3 separate regions of the Mus musculus genome follow, and regions 1 and 3 are each linked to region 2. The links are chromatin contacts, called in public promoter capture Hi-C maps. All regions are on one chromosome and are shown on one strand. Each heading gives the region's core, a stretch centred on a gene start, on an enhancer-like site or on the middle of the called end of the contact. The rest is flanking DNA. Distances are from core to core; before and after follow the strand shown. Region 1 holds the start of Fam167b (family with sequence similarity 167, member B). Region 2 holds the start of Sync (syncoilin). Region 3 overlaps Trim62 (tripartite motif-containing 62).

Evidence for each region. Promoter capture Hi-C pulls out the DNA fragments that hold promoters and counts their contacts.
Region 1: a contact with region 2 is called in a promoter capture Hi-C map of the C10 cell line. The contact joins the promoter of Fam167b here to the promoter of Sync in region 2. A contact is called at or near these places in 3 of 39 promoter capture datasets (the C10 cell line, pre-B cells and second pharyngeal arch cranial neural crest), 1 of 115 datasets of contacts at active chromatin or transcription factors (pancreatic cancer cells) and 1 of 9 other capture datasets (adipose tissue).
Region 3: a contact with region 2 is called in a promoter capture Hi-C map of hippocampal neurons, with 1.9 times the contacts expected there. The contact joins the enhancer-like site here to the promoter of Sync in region 2. A contact is called at or near these places in 8 of 39 promoter capture datasets (the 3T3-L1 cell line, the C10 cell line, embryonic stem cells and 3 more), 2 of 484 Hi-C or Micro-C datasets (Th1 cells and brown adipocytes) and 1 of 115 datasets of contacts at active chromatin or transcription factors (embryonic stem cells).

Annotation. Positions count from the first base shown.
Region 1 is chr4:129,577,308-129,580,638 of GRCm38.p6, forward strand. It overlaps Fam167b (family with sequence similarity 167, member B), which reads right to left and starts at 1,273. Exons shown (of 2, transcript NM_182783.2): 1 at 811-1,273. The coding sequence starts at 1,068.
Region 2 is chr4:129,285,793-129,289,233 of GRCm38.p6, forward strand. It overlaps Sync (syncoilin), which reads left to right and starts at 1,829. Exons shown (of 5, transcript NM_023485.3): 1 at 1,829-1,996. The coding sequence starts at 1,947.
Region 3 is chr4:128,897,547-128,901,151 of GRCm38.p6, forward strand. It overlaps Trim62 (tripartite motif-containing 62), which reads left to right. Exons shown (of 5, transcript NM_178110.3): 3 at 3,000-3,256. Among named protein-coding and RNA genes, the nearest start is that of Trim62, 15 kb to the left of the region's middle. Within about 2 kb of position 2,100, at least 146 of the 459 cell types and tissues checked have an H3K27ac peak or open chromatin away from gene starts, as enhancers often do. A contact at or near this core is called in hippocampal neurons, where this site is marked.

The DNA.
Region 1 (3,331 bases), core at 23-2,522, 290 kb after region 2:
GGGGGCGTAAATTTGCTAGATTAGCCTCCGGGCTCACCAGCCCAGCCGCCGGTCCATTTCTGGGAATACTCTTTGCATAGTCCAGCTCGCAATCCCCTTCTCACCTAACTTCATCCGCCTCGGTCTCGCAGATCTTTTTCCGGATGGGTGATTCTCAAGCCAAGCCAAGGAACCGTTAGTATGCAAATATAGACGTCTGGTACGCCATCACAAATTAACTGTGATGACCCGTTGAGCTGAACTGGACATCCTTATGTTTGCACATGGTGGGCTGACAGCTAATATTCAACTCTGCCCTCCTCAGATTATAACTGACAGCAGGGTCGGTTTCTGCTTTTTACTTGACTGTCTCTTCTCTTTAGGGCAGTGGTTCTCAGCCTTCCTAATGCTGGGACCCGTTAATACAGCTCATTTCCTCATGCTGTGATGACTCCCAAGCATAAAATTATTTTCATTGCTACTTTGTAACCGTAATCTTGCCACTGCTACGACTTTTAAATAATTTTAAATATAAATATCTGATATACTGGATATCTGATATGCAACCTGTCTAAAAGTGCTTTTGGATGCCCAAAGGGGTCGAGACCCACAGATTGAGAACCTGTGCTCTACGGTCTACTTCTCCAGATTTGGCTCTGCAAATAAGATAGCGAGCAACTGAATTCCTGGTTCCGTTGTCCTAGGGCACAGCACTGAGGAACTACTGTGGACATTGGTTTGTTCTCATCTCCTTCCAACCTCACAGATTTGGGCCTTTAGAGGGACTGGCTCAAAGACCCCATGCAAGTCCATCTAACCCACCAGACTCACCAGCTCCCGTCTGAGCCACTCAAGCGCAGAATCCATGGAGTCAAAGCCACAGATGGCCCCGGGTCCGACTGGCTCAGGTCTAGCTTGGGCTCTGTACCAAGCCCGGCTCTGGACTCTGGCAGTCCACTCGAGGTATGAGGGCCGTCGGGTCTGCAGTTGAAGCTTGGCAGTCAGGGCCTTCAGAGAATCTAAGCTCTCTTCCTCATCCTCCTCACCCTTCTCTCCCACTGCCTGGAATTTCAGCGGCCCTAGGGACATGGTAGGTCTGTGGTGACCAACGGGACAGTAAGGGAAAGGCTGGCTATTTGGCCGTGTGAGAAGTGAAAGAAGATGAGGTTGAAAAGAATGTGCCAAGAGTGTGTGCTGAATTGAGAAGGTGGGTGAGGGACGCTAAGTGTGCCAGGCTGAGTGAGCAGATGGGTATGTGAGGCTAAGTGTGCAAGAGATGGAATTTTCCTGGTTTGCTAACTAGGGGCCACGTGATGCCCATCCGGGTGGGGGCAGGAGGAGCCCTTCAGATGAATTTTATTGTCTTTGCCCAGATTCAGGTTCCTGGTTCCCAGAAAGGAAGTTGCAGCAGGATAAGAAAAGCATCGTCCACAGCCGGCTTGGCCCTCCTCCCAAGACCCAAGTCAGAGGAGTCAAGGGGAAGAGACAGCTGACTGGCTGGTGCTCTTTCCTCTTTACAGAGCTAGCCCTTCTGCAAGGCAATAGGGTCCAGCTGCCTAGCCTGGGAGTCAGGAGCCCTGGGCCCTGGTGCTACTTTGAGGGGACTTTAGGTAGCTCAGTCACTTCTTGAGCCTCTGTTGTGACAGGTCGGTGACACCAAGTCTTACTCCAACGGCCCTTAGGTTCTGTTGGCAATCACTGAAAAAGCTCTGACTGAAGGAGTTCATCTCATCTCTAATGATGGCCGGCCTAGAACAATGTGCAGGCTTACTATGTAGACCTATGTAGACCAGGATAAGCTTCAACAGAAATTTGCCTCTGCCTCTTTCTCTTCCTCTCTCCTCTTTTCTTTTCTGTTTTCTTTTTTTGAGAGAAGGTTTCTCTTTGTAGCTTTGGCTGGCTTGGAACTTGCTCTGTGGGCCAAGCTGGCTTCAAACTCACAGAGATCCGCCTGCCTCTGCTTCCTGAGTGCTGAGATTAAAGGTGTGTGCCACCACCACCCAGATGTTTCTCAGGTGTCTCTAAACCTCTGTATTGCTCTCAGCAACAAGAGCAGGGCTGGGATTCCGCTCAGTAGTAAAACCTTTCCTAGTGTGCTCAAGGGTTAGGGTTTGCACCAGCAATTAGGGAGAGAGTGGAGGGGTAGGGAAAGAGAGAGAGAGAGAGAGAGAGAGGGAGAGAGAGAGAGAGGAAGAAGGAGAAGAGCGGGGGGGGGGGATAGGGGACTTTCAGGATAGCATTTGAAATGTAAATGAAGAAAATATCTAATAAAAAATTGAAAGCCAGGCGTGGTGGCACACGCCTTTAGTCCCAGCACTAAAGGAGGCTGAGGCAGGTGGATTTCTGAGTTCAAGGCCAGCCTGGTCTACAAAGTGAGTTCCAGGACAGCCAGGGCTATGCAGAGAAATCCTGTCTTAAAAAAAAAAAAAGAAAAGAAAGAAGGAGAAGAGGAGGAAGAGGAGAAGGGGGAGGAGGGAGAGGAGGGAGAGGGGGAGGGGGAGGGGGAGGAGGAGAGAAGGAGAAGAGAAATAGAGCCAGCAGAGGAGCAGTGGCAGCCCAAGTGGAGTTTGCATTCTCTCCAGTGCTCCTTGACTCACAGGGGAGACAAAAAGCAACCAACCCAAAACCTAACGGGACCCAAGTGTGGTGACACAGCTGAAGTTTCTTCCAGGCAAACTTAAAGTCAGCCTGGAATACAGGAGACCATGACTCAAAAACAAAACAAACCAAGGAAGAGGAGGAGGGGGAGAAAGAGGAAAGGGAAGAAGAGAAGGAAGGGGAGGAAGCAGAGGAGGAGACAAAAACAGAAACGTACACATCTAAATATGTAGTTTGGTAAATTCTCCTGAATAGCCAATGAAACAGCACTAAGGTCAAATAGTGCTTCTCCATAAGGGGGTGCGGCCTGGATTGCCTCCTCTGCGGGATAGCAGTCTTTTGTTTCCAAGTGTGTGTGTGTGTGTGTATGTGTGTGTGTGTGTGTGTGTGTGTGTGTGTGTGTGTGTGTGTGTGTGTGTGTGTGCACGCGCGCTTGAGATCACAATTCTTTTCTCTTTTTAGGCAGAGTCTCACCCTGAGCTGACCCGGAACTTATCCTGTAGCACAAACTGGCTTCAACTTCACCCACCCCGCCTAGCACCACTTTCTACTTCCTGTCTTCCTCCCACCTACGGCAATGCAGGGGCAAACCCAGGGCAGAGCATGCTCAGAAGGGTCTTACTGACTGGCTCCCCCAGCCCTACTCTCTGTTCTGGCAGCATAAGCGAACTTTGCCGTTTTGTATATTTTCCAGTGTTCCTCCATCTCTGGCATGTGTTCAGAGTCACCTGGAAAGCCTGCTAAAACAGATGGC
Region 2 (3,441 bases), core at 579-3,078:
GTTTCCCACTGTGCTACCTGCGGTGCAAAGGATAAGCAAGGTGATGGAGCAGTGGATATGTGAATCCTATGAGGGGTGCTCCTCTCAGGAGACCACATGGGAGCTGAGCTCTGAGGGACGGCAGAATCTGACATAGACAGCAGCAAGGACAAAGGTCCAAGCTTGAAGGGGTTTCTGGACTTAGTAGGGAATCGGTTTTTCACACTAAGGAGCTTAGTGGGAGCTGCCAGGAGTTAGAGATGTGGCCTTGGGGACATCCCTGCCAGCTCCTGGGCAAGGGGGCTGGGAGGGAAGAGGCAGCCAGCCCCTGTGACTACCACCCTTGCTGCCTGTTGCCTAGCACCTTGGGTAAACAGCAGGCTGGCAGGCCTTGCCCTTGCTCCCTTCCTTCTCTGTGACTGGCAACAGCTGTCCAGCAAGAAGCCCGGAGGTCTGCCAACATCCTCCCCTGGAATATTTCAGGGCTAAGTCAGAAAATGACCAGCTGCCTCCAAATCTCCTCTTCTATAGACCTTACATGGGTATATTGGGTTGCTCTGGGCTTTTGGATTCCTCCCTCTTGCAGTCTACAAAAAGATGCAAAAAACACAGCTCCGGGAGACACTCCCAGAGTGTGCACAGCCACAGCCACCCCTACCCCTCAGCTGCCACACTGGCACATGGCAGCCCAGTCAGGCATACAGTCACACATGGTTATACACCTGCTCCGTAGTCTGCAGCCAGCACCCACTTCCCCTCAGGATGATCACACCTGGCACAATCACCCTGCTCTCACATCATAGAGCTGCACTTCCACACGACCACCCAGGACCAGGACTGGAAGGAAGTCACACTGGGGATACAACCTTAGACCCATCTCTTGCTGCACACACAGAACCTTCGCCAGATGTTCCCAGCTGTGGGCACAAGGATCACAACGCACAAGCTACCCAGTCAACAACACCCGGGCATCAGTCCTCATTCGCCATCCCATAGGATGCTCTAAGATCTGATTAAACGGAGTACAGCCTTCTGGCCCTGGCCGCTAGGTGCACAGCATTCTTCTGCGATTGAATCAAAGCCCTCCTCCCTCCCTGACTCGGGGACTGAGTGGGAAAAAGTATTCAGAGAAAGAATGCCTGGGGCTCAGGTTTGGGAAGGGGTCCAGCAGCTCGTCCTGGGGGGAGGGGGAGGGTGCCTTCAGTGTGGAAGTCTAACTAGGACACCGGAGGGTCGAAGACTTAGGGGTGGGTGCGTGCCTTGAAACACAACAGAAGTGACTGAGCAGGAGCGACAAATCGACCTCTCAGAAGACCCCAAGAAACCTTCCAGGGCGAGGGGAAGAAACCTGAATTAAACAGACTCAACTTTATTGCCTTAAGCCGTTCTTCCTCAGCCGTGGCCCCCAGCTGTCCCCAGACGCATGGGGTGTGGCAGTTAACCACCCCCCCCCCTCTCCAGCAGGCGCCTTGCCCCACCCCCTCATGACAGCTGCAGGCCACCAAGAAGATGACCCGGCTCCAAGCCCTTGCGTGGGTGGGGATCGCAAGGCGCCGACACGAGGGGCGCTGGATCCCTCTGGGTACCCCACCAGTAAATCTTCCTCCCGCCTTCATTGAACTCGGGGGGCAGCTCCCCTGGGACCGAACAGCCCCCTCCTCTCCTCACCATGCAACCAGGGCCAGAAGGAAAGGTGGAGAGATGAAAGGAAGGTTCGCGAAGTGCCGCTGGGCCGCCCCCTCATCCCACCCCACCCCATCCCCTCCCACCCTCTCCCCGCCCCCAGGGCCGCGGGGCCCGCGCCCTCCTCCCGCGGGTAATCGTCCGGCCAAGTGGGCGCGTCCCGCCCGGGCCGCCGGGATCTGGTGTCCGCTGCAGCTGGCAGTGCGGCGGGCGCCGGCACCGGCACAATCGCCGACGGCGTTGGCTATTAATAACACTCCGGGCGAGCCCGGGGTCGCGCAGCCATGGCCAGCCCGGAACCCCTGCGCGGCGGGGACGGCGCCCGGGCCTCGAGGTAGGATCCTCTAGGGCTCGTGTCGCCGCCCAGTAGGACAGGGGGTGCTGGGTGGGCTCCCATCCCCGACCCGCGGCCCTTTTCCCTTGGCTGTGGGTAGTGGTCATGCCCGGGTGTGGCACGGGGCGGAGCCACCGGGGAAGGGAGATGGGAGGCCCTGGCTTGGGGACCTGACACCTCCGGGGGTCTGTGTCACTCCTTCCACAGGCTGAGTGCGATTAATCCTTTCAGGCTAGCAACCTGTCAAAATGTAGTTGGCCTAACTGACTAAAGAGTATAAGTTTTGGGTCTTTTTTTTTTTTTTAAAGTCTTATTTTTCCCGTTTCTTATTCACTTGTTAGCGGGGCTAGGGAGAAACCATTTGAGAATTCACTGCATTTGAGCCACTTGGTGCAGGGTTGGGCACCTGCCAGCTTGAAGTTGAGTCTGTTCGGTCAGCTCTCTCTCCCTGGTGTGGCTCAGGGTGGTGGCCTAGAGAGGCAGTTGTTCTCCTGGCCTAGCACTGGGCCCTGGCTGAGCCCAACAGCTGTCCACACTGGAACTTTACCACTGGGGATTGTGGAGTCATTTTGCCTCAGGTCACATTGTGGCCCAGGGACTTCCCAGTGTATCAAATTATGGGAATACTTCCTGGTAAACCCTGTTGTCACATGAGAAGACAACCCTAAGCTGGGTTCTTAACACATTTTGCCTGTATTCCCTACACACACACTAATAAGCTTGAAGCCAGGCACGAACCTTTGTTTGCATGACATGTAATACACACGTCCAAGTCACAGTCTGATGGACAGCATAAAGGAGTTGCCCAAGTCCTCTGGGACAGAGACAGAGTGGCAGAGGTGTTGAGGTCAGGGACCCCAGCTGGGCCCTGTCCCTCTCTTGCTTGGCCTCCTGTAATCTGCTTCTATGCCAGCTCAGTAGAGAGGCAGTTAGCCGAGGACAACCTCTGGTACCCAGGGTGGTGTGGCAGCCTGTAACTCAGGAGGCCTGGGTTCTATACCACAGACCTGCCACTTGACCTTGGGCACAACTTCCCCTGGAAGTTCAGTTGTTTTCTTCTTGCCTTCCAAGGGCCCCACAAGTAGCCCTGTCCTCAGGACATCCGCTCTCATCCAGTGGACAAACGTACCTGTATAACTTAAAGTCACTCCTCCTGATGATGAAACTGCATTCCATTCAGAATGTCCTGAAGACACAAGTTGGTATTGTTGGGATACGGTACCAAGGAGATGGAGTTGCAGCATGTTTAGACATTTGTTAAGTAAACAGATTTTTTAAAAAAATATTTCTTTTAGCCCTGGCCATCCTGGAAATCACTCTGTAGATCAGGCTGGCCTTTAACTCACTGAAATCCACCTGCTTCTGCCTCCCAAGTGCTGGGATTAAAGACATGCGCCACCACTGCCCAGCAACAGATTACTTTTTTTTTTTTTAAAGATTTATTT
Region 3 (3,605 bases), core at 850-3,349, 390 kb before region 2:
CTTTTATCCTAGCACAGGAAGGGGTTGAGTCTCGGGCCAGCCTGGGCTACATGGCAAGACCTTATCTCAAGATGTTGGGGGAACCTGATTCTATCTCTGAGAAGTAGAAGGAAATTCTGTTCCGTGGTCTCTGGTTATAGTGACAGCAAAGAGCCTTTTATCCTTACCCTGAGAGGAGTCCTCATGTCCAGCCTAACAGTGACCCTGTGACCCTGGGTAAAGCATATTCCTGACCCACCTGTCCAGACAGTGGGAACTCCGACCAGTTCAATCTAGGACATCGGGTCTGGAAGCAGAGTTTCACATACTCGGGAACTCTGGGAAATGACTTTAGGCTGACCCTGCTCTTCAAGATCAAAAGTGGTGCAGCTGGAACAGAGCCTTGGGGGTCCCCTGGCCTGGAGAAGCCATTGGTCACTGGTAACCTCCACCTGGAAATCAGCGGTGGCCACCACCCCACAGTGTGGTCTTGGGAGGGTCATGACAGACATTCAGGACATTCCAGAGGGCCTCTGAGCAGGGCCCCTCAGTGGGAGAGAGATGAGAGACTGCCACGGGGTTGCGACCTCAGTGTTTCTCCTCTTAGTTTCTCTGTCCAGCAACTCCACACTGCTCCCGTGAGGAGAAACAGATGGGAACCTGTTTGAATGGGCCTGTTCTCCCCTAAGGCGGCTTCCCTTGTTCACCCCTCTTCTCCCCCCCCCCCCCCACATTCCTTCTCCTCCACTGACCTCCTGCCCGCCTTTCCTGTCCATCTGTGTGCTGCTGGGGCCCCACCCCCTTCACTTTCCCCAGCCTGGCTTCCTGTCTGGACCCGGTATATTTATATAAGAAATGCTGATGGAAGTTTTGAGGCTATATTTCACCTGGTGTCTGACTGGCTTCGATGCCGCACCTGCCTGCCCTCCAATGGCCTCGCCTGGGGGAGCCTGTCTGCTCTCCCTCCTCCAACCATGTTTTCCTTGGTAGGCTCTGAGATGACATGTTTTTGGCCGAGTGTTTCTGAAAGGGCCACAGCCACCCCAGACCCAGTGTGTGTGTGGGAATGTGGTAACCTAGACTGCCTTCCCCACCAAGGAACTGAATGACAGCCCAAGTTCAATCCCGGGGACCCCCCAAGTTGAAAGTAGACATGAGAACTCAATACCTGCCCCCCAGACCTAGCACAGTGCCTGATCTATAGTGACTAATTGTCAAGCAAATTGAGTTTAAAAAAAAAAACCTAACAATAATAATAAAGTAGGAAAACGTAACCCCAACGAGGAAATTTCAGCCCGGAGAGACTGGACAGACAGCCAGAGCCCCCAGCCCCTCCTGCAGCTTGTTTTAGTGGCAAGATGTATGACACTGTGAAGAGTTTGGAGGACCCCATAGGGTTGTGTGCAGCACTCCTGGACTGACGCTCTGATATGCCACTTCCTCATCCCCTTTCTGCTTCCATCCTCTTTCTCCATCCGTCCTCTCTTCTCCTGGGGATGCTGGATTCATAGAAAGGAAACGTAGTCTGCCCCAGCTTTGTGGTGCGATCTTAAGCAAGTCCCTTCACCCCTGTCCCCTCCATCCCTGACCTCCAGCCTGTGCCAGCCCTGGGGTTGCACACAGACAAGGGAACATGACATTTCAACCTAGGAAGGGCTTGTGCAAGGACTAGAGGGACAGATTGTGGGAGAGACAGCAGAGAAGAATGCTGGCCTGTCTAACACCTGAAAAAAAAATGAAGCAAAGTCTCTGGGGAGGCGGGGAGCTCTCCCCCCCACTAGGTCTTGGGGAGACACAGAAACAGAGACTAACCCAGACAGACAGGGTAGCCCTGGAAGACTGCTCCAGAGGGTACAGGGAGGTGGAGCCCATCCCCCCCTGATGTGGCTGCTTCACCCTCTCTGGGTGAGAGACTCCAGGAGGCCTCTGGCAGCCCAGTGCCTGCATCCCCAGCTCCTCAGTCGACTCCTTCTTTGTCTTCCTGGCGTGTTGGGTGGGCATGCGCAGGGAGGCTGGCTCACCGCCAGGAGTTCTTCTCGCAGGCCGGCAGCCACCACAGGAAAGAACAGGCCCTAATTGAGCCTTTCTGGAGCCTCCCACAGAGCCCCAGGCACTGAGCACAGTGGGGTCTCTGACTCTGTGAACTGCCAGCCAGAGGCCCACAAAAGTGAAATTGCAGAGGCAGGCCCCACATGGTGGCTACATCCTGTGTCGCCTGAGTGTCAGTGTTCCTCAAGCTGCCCCCTCTGCCTGCCCACCCCCATCCCAAGAGCCTGATCAGAAGCTATCTCTCCATGGGTATGCCTATTACAAACCACATCAGCTTTCTTTCTGCACAGGGCCCATCTGATAAACATCTCCACCACTCCCCTGCAATGAGGCTTGTGTAACCCCTCATAGAGAGGGAGACTGAGTAAAACCAAGCTTAGGTAGTTGAGCCCACTACAGCTAGAGACCCAGTCACTCCTGTGCGTCCTCTTGGGCCTAAGAGAGTGTCTCTGTGTTCAGACCTCCCTTGACAGTGTGGCCTTGTTCCCACAGCAAAGGTCTTGGGGGGAGCTGTATGGGCAAATAACTACCAAGATTTGTCCATCCTGTGCCTGTTTATGAGTGTCACTGACCGCAAGATCCCCTTTGTCATCCTTTAGAACCTATAGATGCGTTGTTTAAATGGCAGACCACTAAGTCTGGGGTTGGACACGTAGGCATCCCCTACCTAGCTTTCCCATCCCTCCTTCCTTCATGCCAAGCGTCTGGGCCGTACCACCCACTCATGTCCTTCACAGCCTCGGTGGCCCCACTGTGCCTTTGATGGACCCCCATGGAACAATGAGATGAGCCCTTTCGCCCTGTGCAGGTCCCATCTCACTCCCTTGCTTATCACCTGTGTGCCGTCCCCTGCCCAGCAAGCCTCCCCTCCCCCATCTTTGTGTCAAGGCTCCCCCTCCCACTGGCCACTGGACACACGTAGACTTTCCCACAACCCCTGACAGTTGCTTCCTTGCCCCCTGCCCCCACAGTCCTCTACCAAGAGCCTGCGGACCACCATCGGGGAAGCCTTTGAGCGGCTGCACCGGCTACTTCGAGAGCGACAGAAGGCCATGCTGGAGGAACTGGAGGCCGACACAGCCCGCACACTGACGGACATTGAGCAGAAGGTCCAGCGTTACAGCCAGCAACTACGAAAGGTGCAAGAGGGGGCCCAGATCCTGCAGGAGCGGCTGGCAGAGACTGACCGCCACACCTTCCTTGCAGGAGTGGCCTCCCTGTCTGAGAGGTAAGTGCCACCTACCTGCAGTCTTCCTCAAGTGTCTCTCCCAACCTAACCAAGGCAGTGAGGGGGTTCTGGGAGATGGGACTGTCAGCAGATTAATCATATTATCACCATTGTTTATAGGAATCTGGTATAAATGTATTGGAGCCAGACCTAAAGGTCTTCCATATTCGTATTATTCTGTGTATAATATATTCTGAGCTGGGCGTGGTGACTGACACCTGTAATCACAACACTGATAATGTAAAGGCAAGAGGTTTGTCACAAGTTTGAGGCCAGCCTGGGCTATGTAGTGAGTTCCAGCCTGGGGTACATAGTGAAATCTTATCTCAGAATAATATATGCATATATA